2 separate regions of the Sander lucioperca genome follow, and region 2 is linked to region 1. The links are chromatin contacts, called in public Hi-C maps. All regions are on one chromosome and are shown on one strand. Each heading gives the region's core, a stretch centred on a gene start, on an enhancer-like site or on the middle of the called end of the contact. The rest is flanking DNA. Distances are from core to core; before and after follow the strand shown.

The links. A called contact is a pair of places that touch in the nucleus more often than the background predicts.
Region 2: a Hi-C map of liver shows a contact between it and region 1, with 7 times the contacts expected there. The contact joins the promoter of fgf19 here to the promoter of lto1 in region 1. A contact is called at or near these places in 2 of 2 Hi-C or Micro-C datasets (liver and muscle).

The regions. Positions count from the first base shown.
Region 1 is chr3:4,095,728-4,100,978 of SLUC_FBN_1.2, reverse strand. It overlaps lto1 (protein LTO1 homolog), which reads left to right and starts at 1,963. Exons shown (of 5, transcript XM_031287079.2): 1 at 1,963-2,257. The coding sequence starts at 2,199.
Region 2 is chr3:4,290,683-4,295,933 of SLUC_FBN_1.2, reverse strand. It overlaps fgf19 (fibroblast growth factor 19), which reads right to left and starts at 2,346. Exons shown (of 3, transcript XM_031287049.2): 1 at 2,033-2,346; 2 at 1,804-1,907. The coding sequence starts at 2,243.

The sequences.
Region 1 (5,251 bases), core at 714-3,213:
TTTTTTTTTTTTTTTTTAACTATCTAACAATCATTTGGTGGCCCCCCTGCAGCAACTCTGAAGACCCCCTAGGGGTCCCAGACCCCCAGTTGAAGATCTCCGCTATAAAGTACTTTAAAGCTGTAGTATTTTGCCATGCAGGATCAGGGTAGTTGTGCTGATTTGGAGAAACTTTTCACAGAGCTACTGTTGTCAGACCTACAAGAAATGGCCGAGTCTTGTGCTGCTGGGACTACTTTGTAGAGCTGAAATGAACAAAAAAATGAGGATAAGATAAAAGATGAATTGTTTCAGTTATTTTTAAAGCAAAAAAATGCCCTAACGCCGGCTACACACTGGATGCGTGGCGTGAGCGTGGCGTTTGTACTTTGTATGTCTTTGCACACCAGAAACGTGTCTGACGCAGTGCTGCTGCTGCTAGCCTTGTCTGTACACATGTATGTTTCCCATTGATAAACTGCACTCAAGCAGTAGTATACTTCATGTTAAACATAAATATATACTGATTTGATTACAGCAAAGACAACGTCGGCAGTATTGACGGCAAAATAGGCTACAGAATATTTCGTGCAATATTTGAAAATCAATAATTATATATATTTTTTTAATTACATTTATATCTGCATTTATGTCAAAACCTAGAGACTTTCAAACATCAAAATGTCATTTATGAAATGTATTCGTGTCAAAATGACATATAAACATCTTTTCCTATTCTATTTTGAATGGAAACGCTTCCAACACGCTTGCGTGTCGGGTGAAAAATAGGCGTCGGTCCTATTTCTAGCATGCATGCGTTTTCGAGACGTGCGTGTTTAACCTGTTAACATGGCAGCCAAAATAAAAACGGACACACCACGCAGCTGACACGCTCACACCACGCATCCAGTGTGTAGCCGGCCTAGAGATTTCCTTGTTCCAGCTTATCAAATGTGAGGATTTGCTGCTCCTCTTTGCCTTATGTGATAGTGAACTTAAAATATTTGTAGGTTTTGGACTATTGGTTGGTCAAAACAAACAACCTGAAGATAACACCTTGGGCTTTAGGAAACTGTCTTGGGCATTTTTTTACCACTTTGATGTTTTAAAGACCAAATGCGTAATCGATTAATTGAGAAAATAGTCGTCAGATTTATTGATAATGAAAATAATCTTACTTGCAGACCTACTTATTTGTACAACTATGCCACAAATGCATCAGAATTTAAAATTATATATATATTTAAAATGATATATATGCAGTAATTAAATTAATGAGCCCACTTCATTCAAATAGAGAAAATAAAAAGCCTAAACACAGATAACAGTACTTTCATTTATTTATTCAATAATACCCAGTTATTTACAATATCTTTGAATACATTTTAGTATTGGTTACCTGTTTATCCATTGGGGCACATTTAAAAAGCCGTATTTAACTTGTTACAGACAGCGGTTTATATCAGTCAAAGTGGATGTCTAAGGTTAAAAACATTCCTGACCAACGTGGTTTATTTATGACACAATTGTGAAGATATGAGTCCAGAATACATCAATGTTCAGGTTAACCTTTGACCCACGGATATGGATCTTCAGAATCTGCATGATGAGGCTTATACTGTAACAACCCTCAGCATAATACAGGTTGTTCCAGACTGATTTAAACTTTTTTAATAATGCTTCCCTTTTTACTAAGCCCTGCTTCCAAACATTTATTGTGTGCGCTGAATCATTTATTTCCAATTTCCATTCATTTTAAAGCCAATCACAATCAAAACTACAAATAAGAAGAAACAATAGCACGGGCGGCCGGCTGCTCGGCCGTCGAACAATTTTCCAACTGCTGGAATATTCTGTGGACTTGGGCACGTGAGCAACTTGACACTAAGCAGTAGCACCATTAGATATAGAACATTGTTTGAGTAGCACAGCCTGGAAGCTTTGGGTACACCGGGATGCAGCCGCTATGAATGTGTGCAGACTCTGCGACTGTTCCCCTCCAGACAGCCAGGGAGCAGCACTCCGCTCTGATGGCGGAGGAAGCAGTGCCGGCTGCCTGCTGGAAATTGGTAGAAACCCATAACCATACAGTAAGCAGTTTGTAGCGGTTAGCAGCCAGCATTTTAGTCTACATCTCTGTTGATTAAAGCATCTGGCGCATAGGGCTGTAAACACTGTGAAAACTGTTTTTACAGAATAAGATTGTAAGTTAAGTGGAGATGGCTGGCGGCTCTGAAAATGAAGATCTATTTGACACTATTCTTCTGGCGGATGAAAGGTGAGTTTTCTGGCACTTGCATGTTGTCTTGTTATGTCCCTACTGGTTTCCACACAAACTGGTTTCCGTATATTGTGTTTACCTAACAGCAGCAGTTGTTGCTGCCTCTCTCGCCAGATTCGTCACACAATCACAAACACATTACTGGCGATTTTGAAATCTCTTCCCAGATCTACTGCGGCGAATATGATGGTATAAGTGAGCACTACATCACAGCCACATACAAAAAAGAAATTTAAGAAAATGTAACGATTGCAAGATTGTGTCGAGGTAGTTTCGATCTCACAAGGGCAAAAACTCCTGTTAACAGCAGCTCTACGCTGTGAGCTACGAAGCTCATGGATTTTCTGCTTTCCAGTCATGTATTAATTAACTACGTCAGCACCCAGGTAACATGTTGTCTTGAGTTGATCTGAAACAACTGGTTACCTGGGTTTAGTTTAGAAAATACCCGAACGTATTTCACGTTTCTTTCCTCGCGGCTACGGCTATATTGACCACTGTAGCCTACATTACAGCCCCCTACGACACTACACAGCCTATGGTAAGAAAAAGTTTTTTAAATAGTGACGATCTAACTCAGATAAAACTGTAAACATACAGTACGAGCCGAGCGAGCCACTGAGCCAGGAAAAGTCGAATACAAGTTCTGAAGGCATGGACGTAATGATTTACAGTAAAGCTTCATTTTGTGTAGACTAGCTATATTGAATAGTAAAACATACCTCTGTGTTTGCAAAACGTGCTAGCAATACAGTGTTATTTGAGCTTGTGTGTCTATCGAATTATTCTATCCAAAGCTATGTTCTAATCATAGACTGTTAATATGTACAGTCTATGGTTCTAATCAAACTCCAACACAGCATAACGTTATTTAAATTATTTAAGGAGCATTTCTCTCTGGGTTCAATAAGTGCGCCCCTCGTGGACACAATGAAACACTGCCTAAGCCCAGGGTAACAAGTTGTTTTAGCTTTTCATGTGGCTCAGTGTTAGCTTGTCCGAGTTATATTGTCACTGTTTAACAGTATTTATAGTCATATGTGTAATGTTGTAGGGGCTGTAATGTAGTGATAATATATCCGTAGCCGCGAGAAAAGAATCATGATAAATACGATTGTGTATTTTCGAAGAGTAACGGTTTTCTACAGCCTATGGGAGTAACCAGTTGTTTCAGACAAAACCAAAACAAACTGTTACCAAAGAATTTCTAATAAGGGAAGAAGTTCCACTCTCTCGTTACTTCCGGCTTCTGAACTGGTTGCAGTTCCACCAGAGTTCCATATAGGGGGCGCTCACAGGCCAGTGCAGAATGAATGGGACTCTATGGAGCTATACCCCTCAAAATCCACTTTTCTCAGGATATAATTTTTTGTCTAGTAATTTGAATGTTGCATTCGAAAGGGGAAGCTAAGAAAATACACACTACTGGGTGTTCGATTTTTTTAAAGTGGCTTTTTTGTTCTAAAAAGCCTTTTAAAATGTCAATGACGTCATACACATATACGGCCAGAGATACTGCTTTACGGCAAGCTCTGAGTCGCTTCCTTTTTTCTCTTGAGGCATCAACAACACAGCTAACAGGTTAGGCTCTCCCTGTCAATACATGTGCTAGAAAGAGGTTTGCTAATGTTTTAAAGACCACGCCGAAATATTCACTCTGACATTCTGGTTCTGCTTCGGATGCCGTCAAGCGGGATCTCCGACCGTAATCAGTCCTTCACTGACCAATCAGCATTCATTAGCAGAATGCTAGCGTGTTATGGGCAACAACGACACAATCTGTAAGAAATCGAAAGGACATAAGTACTCGTTCATTCAACTTTCGACCTATAATCCATGTTGAACTTGCAAAACTACAATCAAATCTGAGATTTCTCAACAACAATCAGACGAAAGAGACAAATTTAGCCGTCTAGCTCCATAGAGTCCCATTCATTTTGCACTGGACCGCGATCACCCCCAGTGGAACTCTGGTGGAACTGCAACCAAATTCGGTACAATGGGGCTGAATAGGGAGTGGAACGGCTTTCCGTAGACGGGCTTTGCTGTTACCAGGATGCTGACGTAGTTGAGTAATGCCTACTGGAAACAAAAGTAAACAGCATTCGAGTAGCTCGCAGCGTAGAGCTACGGACATGAAGAGTATGTGTTTTTGCTTTCAACAGTTCGAAACCAGCTCGATGCAAACTTGCAATTATTGTATTTTCTGCTTATTCATACAATCATATTCGCAGCAATAGATATGAAATGCGACCTGAAAATCGCCAGTAATGTATTTGTGATTGTGTGAAAAATCTGGCGATAGAGGCAGAAACAACGGCTGCTGTTAGGTAAACACAATATACGGAAACCAGTTAGTGTGGAAACCAGTAGGGACATAACACCGGTTCAGGAATGGCTCAGATTTATAATGAAAGAGAGTTAATGTAGCCTAATTATGATCTTAGTGAGAACATGCAGGACTTAGGGTTGCACGATATTGACGAAATGTGATATTGCGATATCGATTATGAATATTGCGATATCAATATTATTTTCGATATTTTTAAACATGTAAAATTACAAAAGTTACGGGAAAACACATCAAAAATAGATTCATAACAAATTAAACAAGTTTTCTTACAACACAAGGTTTATTTCAACTGACAATCATATTGGACTGGTACATAGGGTTGCAAAGGAGTGGAAATTTTCTGGTAAATTTCTGGAAACTTTCCATGGAAAGTTAAGCTGGGGAATTTTGGAAACATTCCAATTTGGAAACTTTCATGGGAATTAATGGGAATTTACGAGAATTAACTGGAAATGTTGGGTAATTCATACAAACTCCATCTTATACAAACATAAATATAAACATTTTGTTTTGTAATAAGCAGACAGGCATATACAGTTTGTACTTGACTGGATGTAGTCCTTGGGCTCAAATGCAGTACTGTCTTCAATCTGTCTTCAATCAGCTTCAATCTGCTGTAGAATGTTGGATTCTAGAAA
Region 2 (5,251 bases), core at 1,097-3,596, 190 kb before region 1:
TGACAGTGACACCCAGTTTAGCTCACGATACATCCAAAGTAGGCTAAGTTACCGTAAGTTAATGTAATGATGCATCTGTAACGTATTCTCTTATTATAAATGAATGATTTTCTGTCTGAGCAAAATATTCATCGCAACTATATGACCTCCCTGTAACGCTAACTCCTAGACCTTTACGACAGCAGGTGTGGTAAAAACACTACCGGGTTTGACAAAGGGGCGGCTAGAATCAACACCAACCTGAAAATTACATATACCCACTTTAAGAAACAAATTCACAAGGCCCTTTACCTATGCCATATGCTCAAACTGCCCGTGACCGCACAGTACAAGTTCTGTTTTTAAATGTCTAGTTAAAGAGAGGCATTATCTGCACAATGTACATCAAGGTGGAGATCTCAACTCTAATATAATGCTGGATAGTTTAATAAATAATAATGAAGGATATTTTAATTGTGATAATTTGTGAGTATAATCTGAGTTACGAATTTGCCTTAACGGTTGCTCTTAAAAGGTTACTGTTACACTAAGTTGTAAGTCATTGAATAAATGTGTCAAAGGGGGTTTTCACATTTGGCTCGTTGGGAGCATTTGGCCAATCTTGCAATGGCAATTTTTTCTTTTTTTTCTTCACTCTTACTATTTTATTTTAATAATAGGCTTAATGAAACTATGAGTGAAGCTGATTCTATTCACTTGTATCCAAACAGGTTAGAAAATAGCTCAGACAGCTAAATTAAACATAAATTAGAATGGCATGTCAGTGGTTTGCATTAGGATTGCATGAATGGTGTTTTTTAGATAGAAGGCCCCTTTTATCGGAAAACATACGTAAATGGTTCTGCAAGTTCTTCGACAGCTGTTTACTTTGACCAAAGAGAGCCAGTCAGAGGCCAAGGTTGTTGTTGCTGCTGCTGTGTCTTTTCATTCAGGTTTTTACTTTGCAAACACATCCTACCCTGCACCACACTGGACAAAGGTTGATGAACTGGTCGTCTGTCTGTCTGAATGAATGACTGGCCTGCAGTGTTTTCTGAACAGGGAAGCTGATTAGCAAAATAATACAAAGCAGCAGGTTACCTCAGGTCATTAATGCCTGTAAAAATATTTCTGAAAGATTACTATTGTTTTACTTTTACTGTTTGTAACAATAGTTAATAGCAAGCAATAAGTAAAAATGTGAGATTCAATGACAGTAAATAATGACACTATGAAATGAAACTGAACTCCAATAAAACTATGACAATAGGAATGACAAAGTCACATTAATGATAAGCCATTAATACTGTTATCAAATATCAAGTAATTCAATTCTTTTCATAATAAATCTATATTTTACTATATTTATTTGTGTAACTAATTCATTAATTTCATGTTGGCCATTCTGGTGTTACAGATCATCTTTTTTTAACTTAAATTATGTGTGTAAAATCTCAATAATGCTCATACTCAAGTATTCTAATTTGTTTGCAGTTGTAAAATTCTACATCTGAACATACATCACAACACAAAAATTCTAGAAACAGTGTTTGTGTTAGGATTGTACACTATACTATCAGATAATATTATCTATAATAATTATATTATTAATATTATCAATTTGATTACTATCTAGCCAAATTATTATCACTCTGCAGTGGTAATTAGACAAAATTATCTTTCACCTCACCTTACCGTTTAAGTAACCTGACATGTGACTTTTCATAATTTTGGCTGAATAATAACTTTTTTAACTTGAATTTTCATATGATTAATAAACAACAGGTGTAGAAATAAAAGGACCTTGTCATATGAAATCCTTACCGATGAGTACAGTCTTCCATCGGCTTCTATGCAGAGAAACTGTGCGGTTGCTACTCCTCTGATGACAACACAGCCTGGATCCACTGCACGGATCTCCAGAAGGCCTGTGAGTTCAAATGTTCATCAGAGTGAAAAACCCCACCAAGCCTACTCAGTCATCAGTATGATTTACCAACAAGCATGACAGTTTGCAGCGTGTTAAGACTGCGTTTTAAAATGCATGACTTACTGTATGGAGTTTGGTGTGCAGAGCCGTGGATCTGTCCATCCCCACTGATCAGTAGGTGCAGTCCCGGCCTGGCAGCATACAGGTGCCTGAGCCGGACCATCTGGCCCCAGCTGTGGGCGATGTGGGGGCCCTGGTCTGTTAGGGGCATGCAAACAACTCCAACAGCAAAAAACATATTGGCAATGGATACGGTGACCACGAGCAGAAGCATATTTTGTCAAATCCTCTGTAAGGACTCTGTTGCTGCTCCCTCCAGTTGGCAGTGTGAAGTAAGTTAGTCTCATCCAAACCCAGTCTTTTAAAAGTGGCCCTTATCAGCAGCAGATAACCTTCTTTCCCAAATCCAGTTCCCAGAAGCAGACCACAACACACCCCTGCATGACATCAAACTGAATCATTGCTCTCCATTGGCCCTAGACGAGCCCTGACGCGAGCCCCTGTCATGTCTATGCGTACTTCATAAAATACGACTCATGACATTTTCTAAAGTGGCAGGAAACCTTTTTTAATTCGGCATACTTATATAACAACAGAATTACATTGTGATTCTTACTAACGTCATCTTGGTGAGGAAGTATTGTGGGAGAATGCATGAATTTCAAATTCAGAAACTTTGTTTTGCTGCGTGGGAAATAATTTGCATGCAGAATGTTCCAGAAGATACTAATGATTTAGTCAAGGTCATAACTATGTGTATAGTTGTTGCTTTTTTGTGAATAAGAGGAAGCAAATACTTTTACACAGGAGTTTGGCATAAACTCTCAATGCAGAACACGACTCGTATTGAGGCTGCCCCAGGGGCCTCATGGGAATGATACCTATTCTAACTCTCTCTCTCTCTTCTAGTGTTGGTGTTAATAGTAGAAGCAGCAGTGCTGTGGTGGACTTCAGCTAAGTACATTTACTCAGGACTGTATTTCAGTAAGTCTATGAATCTGAGGTAGGCCTACTTGGAATATTATATTTTACATCCAAAACAGGATGAGCTTTTAAAATATGTTGCACTGTTGTAGATCAGCTCCACCTCTATTGTTTGAGTGTTGAACCTCTTGTTTGCTTTTTCCTTTGTTGTTTTTATTAGTTCATTAAGTTGTTTTTTTATATTTACCGTATTTCCTCAAATAAAAACCGGTAGTCAATTAAAAGCCGGGCCTCTGATAGTGGCCGGGGGCGTGGTCAACACGGACAAATAAAGGCCGGTCTCAAATTAAGGCCGGGGAAAAAAATAGTGTGGATAATCTCCTAAATGCCTTTCATATAATATTAAGTAAATAAAATTCAAGTTCATTGTAATGTACATTTCTACCAATTTCATTTAACAGATTCAACAATACATTTATGCTTTTTTCCACACTTTGTTTTTCTGGATTATTGTCCAACCGGTATTTTAGTCAATGCGGCTGTATGTGTTACTCAGCCAAGTGTAGTTTGCAGTAACGTCCAGGTGCCAATAGATGGCAGTAGCTACATTGGCTGTAACACGGGTCTCATTTAGTGCTAGCAGAGAAAGACGGACTCTGGTGCTATTGACGGACTTTTCAACAACAAAACGAAAAGAGTTTTAAAGTATGCGGAGGAAAACTCGGGTGAAAAAGCTGCGAGACGTTTCGACATTGACCCCAGGAGAATCCGATACTGGAAGAAACAGAAGGATGAGCTGACAAGATTAGCCGACAAGAGCAGAGCACAGCTAGCTAGCTGGAGGTGGGAGGAAAGAAGTTAGCCTGGAGCTAGAAACAAAGCTAGCTAGCTACCGTCTGTAACGTTAATCAGATACTGGTGTGCTGCAAACCAGCAACTACTGTATGCTCTTATTGTAATCTACCAGCAATACTGTAGTACCTGTATTTGAAATAAATACCCGGTACATTTACAGGGTTCAAACTGACACAATGGTGGTGTTTGATTCATTCTGACCCAAATTGTTTTGTTGCCCTTCTGGCTGTTGTTGTAAATGGTGATATTTGTGCAAATGTTTCTTAAAAAATGAATGATCTCTGTCCACTGGAACGCTATGGTTTTTCATTTAAAACAGTTTATTTAAAATAGTTATACTTTTCAAACAGATGAAATTAAGAATAAAGGCCTGCCTCTAATAAAAGCCTGCTTCAAATACAAGCCTGGTACCTTCTGCACTGCAAGGCCCCGGCTTTTATTTGAGGAAATACGGTATATTCTTACCTTCCATTTTAACTGTGTATTTTACTTAATGTTGCACAGAACAGCACATTGTAACCATGGTTTTAAAAGGTGCTTTTATAAATAAAGTTTACTACATCTCCACCAACAATAATAGTAAAACAGCTACTTCTATTTCTCTTAAATGCTGCTGATGGCGGCAGCTACTGACATGTTGCTTGAGTGAATACTATTATTGATTGAGATTATGTTTATTCTTGTCTGCTCTTATGTGATTGGTTGACTGCAAAATTGAATTGCTCTTAGTGATAAATTAAGTTGTTTGAGTTGAATTGAACTTTTTGTCTTATGATATTTACATATTTTACTTCAGTAACATTTTCAATGCAGTACTTGTACTTGCAGTGGATGTAAATGCAATGTGCTTTGACATTGTGGTTTTGCTACTTTTACCGAGTAAAGGGTCTGAATACCCCCCCGCCCCCCACTGTACCGTAATAGTAGTAGTAGTAGTAGTAGTAGTATCTCAAACACAGGGTCATACAATGTGCTTTATCAGGTCATAGATCAATGTCAGAGTAACATTAATTAGTTACAAGTTGCAGCAATAGTAATATGTAGTATGCCTAGTAAATAGTAGCAATAACTCCTGTAGCAGTAGTATTAATAGAGATAGTAGTAGTACAAATAATCTTGTTTTTGTTGCTGTAAGTTAGTGCAGACTGGCAGAAGGAACAGTTCCAGCCTTGGCTCATGCCTATAGACTGCATGTGTCCTATATTGATGGTCACGTTGCATAATTATGTTACATAAAGTGCTACCAAATGTACTCAATGTCAAATAGCACATGTTTTATTTGTGGACAGGGTAAAGTCTACAGATGTTTGAATCCAAGTGGAGCTGTGAGAGCAGGTCACTCCACACTCAAATAACAGACTTCTTTCCGCTCTTATCACGTTCTGGCCTGTGCTTCCGCTCCACGGCCTTTTATTTACATACAAGTTAAACTGTAATGGAAAACAAACATCACATTTCACCAAAATGCTACCCAAGGCTCAGATTTCAAAATCTTTTTGGGGG